Regions from separate parts of the Mus musculus genome. Here region 2 is linked to region 1. The links are chromatin contacts, called in public Hi-C maps. All regions are on one chromosome and are shown on one strand. The core of a region is the stretch at or near the end of the contact, and the rest is flanking DNA. Distances in the headings are between cores, read along the strand shown. Region 1 holds the start of Ociad1 (OCIA domain containing 1). Region 2 holds the start of Ppat (phosphoribosyl pyrophosphate amidotransferase).

Region 1 (3,752 bases), core at 369-2,868:
TCCTACACCCTCATCAGGTAGCTTACATCTGCCCGTAACTCCAGTTCCTGTACCTGTGGGGGTATACATGGTACACATAGACTCATGCAGCCACACACAGAAATAAAAATAAATAAATACTTAAAAACAAATAAAGTGACTTCTGAAAAACAAAAGTAATATCTAACAGGTAAAGCTGGGCTGATACCGCCTTGGCTATTTGCTCAATGAAGATATTTGAAAGAGTGCTTGTTAAAGACTCTTCCAGGGATGTCTCTATTCCTCTCAAAGAACAATGGCAAATGGAAGGAATAATTCCATCAAGTCATGCTTGGTGAACTAATGAGCTTAATTAAAGTTACTTTCCAAATCATGGGCAGCTTGCCAGCTATGCCTCTTAATACATCTTTCTCCCAAGCATATATGCTCAATTTTGTACCTTTGAGAAAAGGATGTGCCTCTGAGCTCTTGACTCTTCAGGAGGGCATGTTCGTGGAAGCAATCTTTTGAGGGTCTCCAGTGGGTACACCACAGCTGCTCTGATCACAAGGATGGAACCCAAGGCTTTCACAGCTGAGCTTAAAGTTCCGTGATTTCTGGTGATCCCCACGTTCCTGGTGCCATAGCAAGGGTCTAAGATGGTTAACAAATCCTATCGCCTTTCTCCATTGGATGGGCATCAGCTTCCAGGAAGGCTTTGGAGCTCACCCAAGTTATGTTTGAGTTCGTCCTTAGTGTGGGGTTCAGGAGCCATAGAGGTCTAGCCATGACTCCGGATTCATGTTTTACATGACTTTCTCTCTTAAATAAGCATACAGACAAGTTCGTGGATGCCATAGAACCAGTGAAAAACATATGAAATGAGGAATGGTGGGAAGTCTGACAATTATAGGAGTTCATAACTTCGTGGGCTGGAGCTATCAGAGGTATCAACGATATACTTTCAGGACTTGGTTCAGTATACGCACTCAGTAAACATGCCTAGGATCAGTGTAAGAAATGAATAGTTGGTGGTTAGGAGTGGCAGCCTGAGCTCTGACGAAAAGTTGGTCTCCTAGCATTAAAATATAGTCTCCTGGTAATACAGCCCCAGAGCCTAAACTCCTTTTCAGACTTGTTTTAACCCAAAACTGTGAAACACACATTATTTCTGTTATTCAGATGAGTAAATTCTGAGTCTCCGAGTTGGAGTGTATCCTGACTCTAGTGTTAGAATCAATCGGACACTAGACTGGAGGTTCTGACAGTTAACTTAAGAGTTCACGCTTAAAATTCACTACCTAGCCTAGAGGCTTAAAGCATAAGAAAATTTCTGTAAATCTTAAAATTAGGGAAGTCCAAGGAAAGTCATGGGATAAGGAGGGGACTTGAGGATGGAGGGGTTCCAAAATGTCCCTACTGGCTTGTCACTGAACAGTCTCTGGGGTATGTCACAAGAGCATCGAACCTAGAGGCAGAGCTGAGCTGCAGGCCTTAACTCGCGCAGCCGCAGTGCAGCTCTGGAGCGCCGCGGCCTGGGGCGGGGTGGGGGGCGGTGAAAGGGGCGGGACTAGTTGGACGGGGCGTGATCGACATCCGTGAGTATTGAGAAACTGGCCCGCCGCTGTTTCCCAGCGCTGTCCTGACGTCATTTCCCGTCAAGGGTACTGCTTCCGGGTGTCGGCCTGCTGGCGCTCGTGTGTGGGTGACATCTTGGCGATCGCTTGGAAGCTGCCCTCTTTCCCCTCCCCGCTTCCCGCGTTGTCCGCTGTGCCTGTCTCTGGGGTCCTCTCCCGGCCTCTACCCCGGGTCCTGCTCCCAGCGTTGCCGCCTCCATCGTGAGGTGGGTGTGGTGGCGCGGCTTTCCGCCAGTCTCCCACCCTCGCCCGCAGCCGCCATTTTCCTGCCCGGAGGTGTCCGGTCGCACTGCGGGCCTGGGCTCTGCTGCAGCGCCGGTGACTCGGGCACCGGGAGACCTGCATGGAGGGGTGGGGAAAGCCGCGATGGCCGAGGTGGGGTGGCAGGTCAGGGACAGGAGTGCTGGCGTCCGCGGCTACTGCCTCGCTTGAGCCTTGTTCTTTATGATTACAGCTTTGAGCTGTAGTGATCAGACAGGTCGCACTGCCCTCCAGCCTCCCTGGGGACGAGATTTTCTTTCTTTCTTTTTTTTTTTTTTTCTTTTTTGGTAGGGTTTTGCAGTTTGAGAAGCTTCCTCTGAATGCTTCATCTGTCCAAGAGTTCAGTTTACCTTTTCTGAAACCTTTTTCTTTGAAGGGATATAGGTATGCAATAGGTGATGATTTTAGTGACTAAACGAATTACAGAAAGGTGCTTTGCTGTTGGCATCCAGTAAGTCATACTGCGATGCGTTTGTTTCAGCGAAGACGTACTCCTTATTTTGTCTGAAATGCTGAGGTCTAAGTTTAAAGGAAGGCGAAAGAATATATTTGCTCTTGGATTTTAAAATTTATTTAAGATGTTTGAAGATTACTTGGGCTGGTACAGGGAAGTTTGCCATTAGCGTAGCTACCTGCAGAAAATGTGACGTCATTATTTTTTGACTGCTGAGTTAGGGGATACAATGCAGTTTCGTTTTAATTGGAAACCTAGAAGTGACTTGAGGTTTTTCCCTAATCATTTGGATATGGTTGTAGTTTTTGTTTTGTTTTTGAGTCAAGGTACAGAATAATGTGAAATAACATAACCTAGCCTTAGAAGGGAATTTTTTTCCATTGTTTTGATGTACCCGTTTTTCAATCAAAGGGTCGAATGTGAATAATTAGTTCAGATATGTTTATGACCCTTTTTCATTCAGTTATTTTTTTATGTCAGGTAGTTGAAATGTAAAAGTCGGGGCCTGAAGAGATAACTCAGCAGGTAAGAGCACTGGCCCTTGCAGAGTTTCCAGTACCCACATGTCCTATCACAGTATCACAACCATCTGGAACTCCCAGTTCCTGGGGATCAGGTGTCATCTGATCTCAGGCACCAGGCATGTTAGTGTATACAAGCAAAGCACCATGCACGTAAAATACAACTAACTGTAAAAATGTTTAATGTTCAGTAAATATTTGTTGATTTACAGGTAGACTGGTTAGGGGGGTTTATTCTGATACTTTGTAATATTTGGATATAAATGTTTCTGATACAGGAACTATGAATGGGAGGGCTGATTTTCGAGAACCGAATGCACAAGTGTCAAGACCTATTCCCGGTAACTTTTTAAAAAATATTTATTTATTTATTATATGTAAGTATACTGTAGCTGTCTTCAGACACACCAGAAGAGGGCATCAGATCTCATTATGGGTGGTTGTGAGCCACCATGTGGTTTCTGGGATTTGAACTCAGAACCTTTGGAAGAGCAGTCAGTGCTCTTAACTGCTGAGCCATCTCTCCAGCCCCTCCTGGTAACTTCCATATTAAGTATTTATAATTTGTAACACTTTCTGGGTAAGGACATTTTATTTGCCTGAGTAACAGAAATCGGGCTGGTCTTATGGGTGTGACATAGTCACACACGCAGCTTAAATATTCTCTTGTTACTGTCTCTAAATTTCTTATTATCTGAACAGGGGTGGGGGTTTGTTTTACATATTTTCATTTAGCACCGTGTCTTGCCTGTCTGACTAGTGGGTAGTAAGAATAAATTCTGTAGGAAGTCAAAATTGATTTTAAAAATAAGTGACAAGCCAGTTGTCTTAGTTTTATTTTTTAAATGTTCTTGTTATTAGTAGACAAAGCTAACTTTTTAGGCTTTTGAGAAAATGACTTCCAATCTTTCTTTAAAAGAC
Region 2 (3,404 bases), core at 839-3,338, 3.7 Mb after region 1:
CAGTGGTGGCGCACGCCTTTAATCCCAGCACTGGGGAGGCAGAGGCAGGCGGATTTCTGAGTTCAAGGCCAACTCAGTTCCAGGACAGCCAGTCACAGAGAAACTGTCTCAAAAAAACAAACAAAACAAAAAAAGTAAGTATAGGAAACATAATAACATAGTGACAAGTCACTAAGAATAAGTTGTAGTTTGTTTGTTTATCGAGACAGGGCCTCATTGTAGCTATGGCAGGCCTAGGATTTGCTATGTAGCCTCAAAAGCTCCAGATCAGTTTGCCTCTGCAGACCTCTCCAGTGCTTTGAGCTAGTCACTGCACCCAGCAAGTTGTAACTAATTTAAAAAACAAAACAAAACAACAAAAAACATAGTCCCCTACACCATATACATACACACATTCTCAAAACAATTTTTTTGGGGGGAGGGGGGTTCAAGACAGGGTTTCTCTGTATATATAGCCCGGGCTGTCCTGTAACTCACTCTTTAGACCTGGTTGGCCTCAGAACTCAGAAATCCACCTGCCCCTGCCTTCCAGTTGCTGGGATTAAAGGCATGCGCCACCACAGGGTGGCCCCAGATGCTTTTTTTTAAATAAATGTATGCGGAGTATGTAGAATGTCAAATAAGACTCTGCAAAAGGACAACTTCTAGGCTAAGTCTGGTAAGAATAATCATTAGTGATGCATGTAGCACCCACATTGATAAAAAGGGTTACTGCCCAGCTCTGGTCTAGACATTGTTGCTACTGTATTGTAAAACTCCGTGATAGAATAGTTTTTGAAGAGAGACAAAACCCTAGTTTGTATTATTTCCATAATACTGTCAGTGAAGTCAAGAAACAAATTATGGAGGCAAAGGTCTTTTTTTCTTTGTTTGCCCCAAAGGCATCTCCCAATTTCTCATAGCTATAACTACTTTTAAACTCACGATCTCCAAACCTCTAACTGCTTTCAGGCTGACAAATCTGCTCAGTAGCTCTGCCCTTGCAAACAAAGCTCTTGCAAGCAGGAGGCCCCGTGCAAAACAACAACAAATAGAAAAACCTTCAAGTGTTGCAGGACCTTCAGCACCACCACCCTACAGAAGCTTATCTCTAGAACAGTTCTAGTTTCAAGGAGATCTGAACGGTCCCTTCCCAACCTGGCTAGTGAAAGCAAACTCCAGAGTAACTAACCCGCGACGAGAGATGCACATTCTTGGGAGCTAACCTGTAAAGAGCACTCGGGAGCAACGCGACAGCCTAAGTTAAAGTCTATGCAGGCAAAGTGTACCCCACCCCCACTTGGTCAATATCCTGAGTAGGTACTTGACTTGATTCTCGAGATTCACCCTCCTAGCCCTGATCCCCCCTTCCCAGTCATGATCCACCCTCATTGTCTTGCGTTCCCCGTAGCACAGAGCTGGGAAGCGGCTCGTGGAACTGTGCAAATACTTGCCATTCCACCCCCACCCCTCCATCCTGTTGCTCACCGGTGCTGTAGCCCCACGAGTCCCAGAGTGATCACATGCGGCACATCTAGCTGCGTGGGCCAGTCTCCAGAAGCGATGCACCCAAACACACCACATTCCTCGCGGATCCCCAACTCCTCCAGCTCCATGGCGCCTCGGAAAGCACGTGGAGGGACCTGCTGCCGCGGCGTGGTCCAAGCACCAACCAGCTGTCCGCTCCGCTATCGAACGCCTCAAGAGGCTCGCGCTACTGACTGCCTCCTTCCCGGGCGGGCTAGGTTCTCGCTACTGCGGCGGCGCGCTTCATAGAAGGGGCGTGACCAGTTCTGCCTCCCGCTCTCCGCCAATCAGCTAGGGCAAAGAGAGGGGCGGGGCTACGGAGTCAAAGAGGTGGGGAGGAGGCCGAGGTCAGGATCGCTACTTTCTCTGCACGTGGGAGGCTCCGTTATTTTCCCGCGCCCAAGGAGTAGGTGATGAGAGTGGCGCAGCTGATCGCGTGGGTCCCTCAGAAAACCTGAGCCGTTCGTGCCCCCTGGTCTCACGCCGTCCCCCGGCCGTCAGGACTTGGTCCGCTCCAACCCAGAAACCTCTCCGGCCAGCGGGGGCCTTGCAGCATGCGCGCCACTTTTTGGCTGCCTGCGGGGAGGGGCCGCCCGGAAGCGGGGTCGCGTCAGCGCGCCTGCGCGGCGGGAAGCCTGGGGACACGACTCCAGCCCCAAGCACAGCCAGCCCGGTACTTCGGGTTCGCCGGTGGGCTGTGGGGCTAGGGCGTGTCCTTGATATTGCACCTCCCTTTCCCGCCCTCTGATCCTGTGGTCGCCCTTGTTTTCCAGAACACTGCCCTTTTTTCCCGCGCGGTCTGCTCCTCTAGTTCACCTCGGATAATGGCGACAGCCGTAGGTGAGTAACTTGCTTTCGGACCCTAGGGTCCCCCAGCCCTCCGTCAGAGAGCTAGCAGGCTTGACGCATACACGTGCGGCCCCGAGGTCGGATGCAGGCCTTCCGACAAAGTGCCTGATCGGGTTCCCCAAGACGGCGCCTGGGGCCCGGAGCCTGCACACATGGTCCAGGCGCTGGAAGACGTGCGTTAAACTCTTAAGCACCCAGAGCCTATTTAAATAGCCAAAAGAAGGCCCCGGGACGGGAAGGAAAGTAGCAGAGTGGGAAAGTACTCTGAAGGTGAAATGGCCAGAAACTAACCAAGTGCCTAGAAACCTTGTAATAAGCAGATAAACAACCAAGAAAATCTATCAGGGTTTTTGTTTATTCTGGTAAAGTTAATATGCCAATAATCTCCTTTACTGCAAGTTTCGTAGTTTAAAGTGTTTGAAAACAGGTCCAAAATTTTTTGATCAGATGCTTCTTTGCAATCCCTGGAATTTGGGATTGTGGGCGTGGGCTAGTAACACCCTTAGGATATGGGTGTGGAGAGTGCAAAGTTACTTTATCCACTAACAAAACACTGTCTTGGAACAACACAAGTTTCTAGATTAATAAGGAAGCAGATCCTGTGGGCACTCCAACATTCTTTCCCACCTATGAAAACCACCCTGAAGTTTATAGGTAGTACAGCTCCATAAAATTGGGAATTAGGGCCAGACTTTTTCTGAGACAATCCACAGCGCCAGTACTTCTAAACTAGTAAAAATCTTAGAATCTAACCTCTTCCCCACATCTGATGTGGCCCTGTGCTGACAAGGGTCCGAAGAAGGTGTTCATATCTATAGTTTAATTTTGAATGGCTGTAAACTACCCTATAGATTCTGGGAACTGGACCTGGGTGCACTGTAAAACATCGGAGTGTTCTTAATTGCTGAGCAATCTCTCTGGCTTCTATTTTACTTTGTTGGTTTTGTATCCGTGGTTGTGTGCACTTGAGTACAGATGCACAGAAGCCAGGGCCTGTCTTGAAGCAGGAGTACACATGAGCCACCCAGTGTAACTGCTGTGAACTGAAT

Evidence for each region. A called contact is a pair of places that touch in the nucleus more often than the background predicts.
Region 2: a Hi-C map of CD8 T cells shows a contact between it and region 1, with 5 times the contacts expected there. The contact joins the promoter of Ppat here to the promoter of Ociad1 in region 1. A contact is called at or near these places in 2 of 484 Hi-C or Micro-C datasets (CD8 T cells and uterus).

What each region holds. Positions count from the first base shown.
Region 1 is chr5:73,291,176-73,294,927 of GRCm38.p6, forward strand. Ociad1 (OCIA domain containing 1) reads left to right here and starts at 1,619. Exons shown (of 9, transcript NM_023429.4): 1 at 1,619-1,801; 2 at 3,110-3,172; 3 at 3,751-3,752. The coding sequence starts at 3,115.
Region 2 is chr5:76,949,490-76,952,893 of GRCm38.p6, forward strand. It overlaps Ppat (phosphoribosyl pyrophosphate amidotransferase), which reads right to left and starts at 2,089. Exons shown (of 11, transcript NM_172146.2): 1 at 1,468-2,089. The coding sequence starts at 1,595. Paics (phosphoribosylaminoimidazole carboxylase, phosphoribosylaminoribosylaminoimidazole, succinocarboxamide synthetase) reads left to right here and starts at 1,813. Exons shown (of 9, transcript NM_025939.3): 1 at 1,813-2,346. The coding sequence starts at 2,331. LOC115486295 (a long non-coding RNA gene) reads right to left here and starts at 1,461. Exons shown (of 2, transcript XR_003955939.1): 1 at 1-1,461.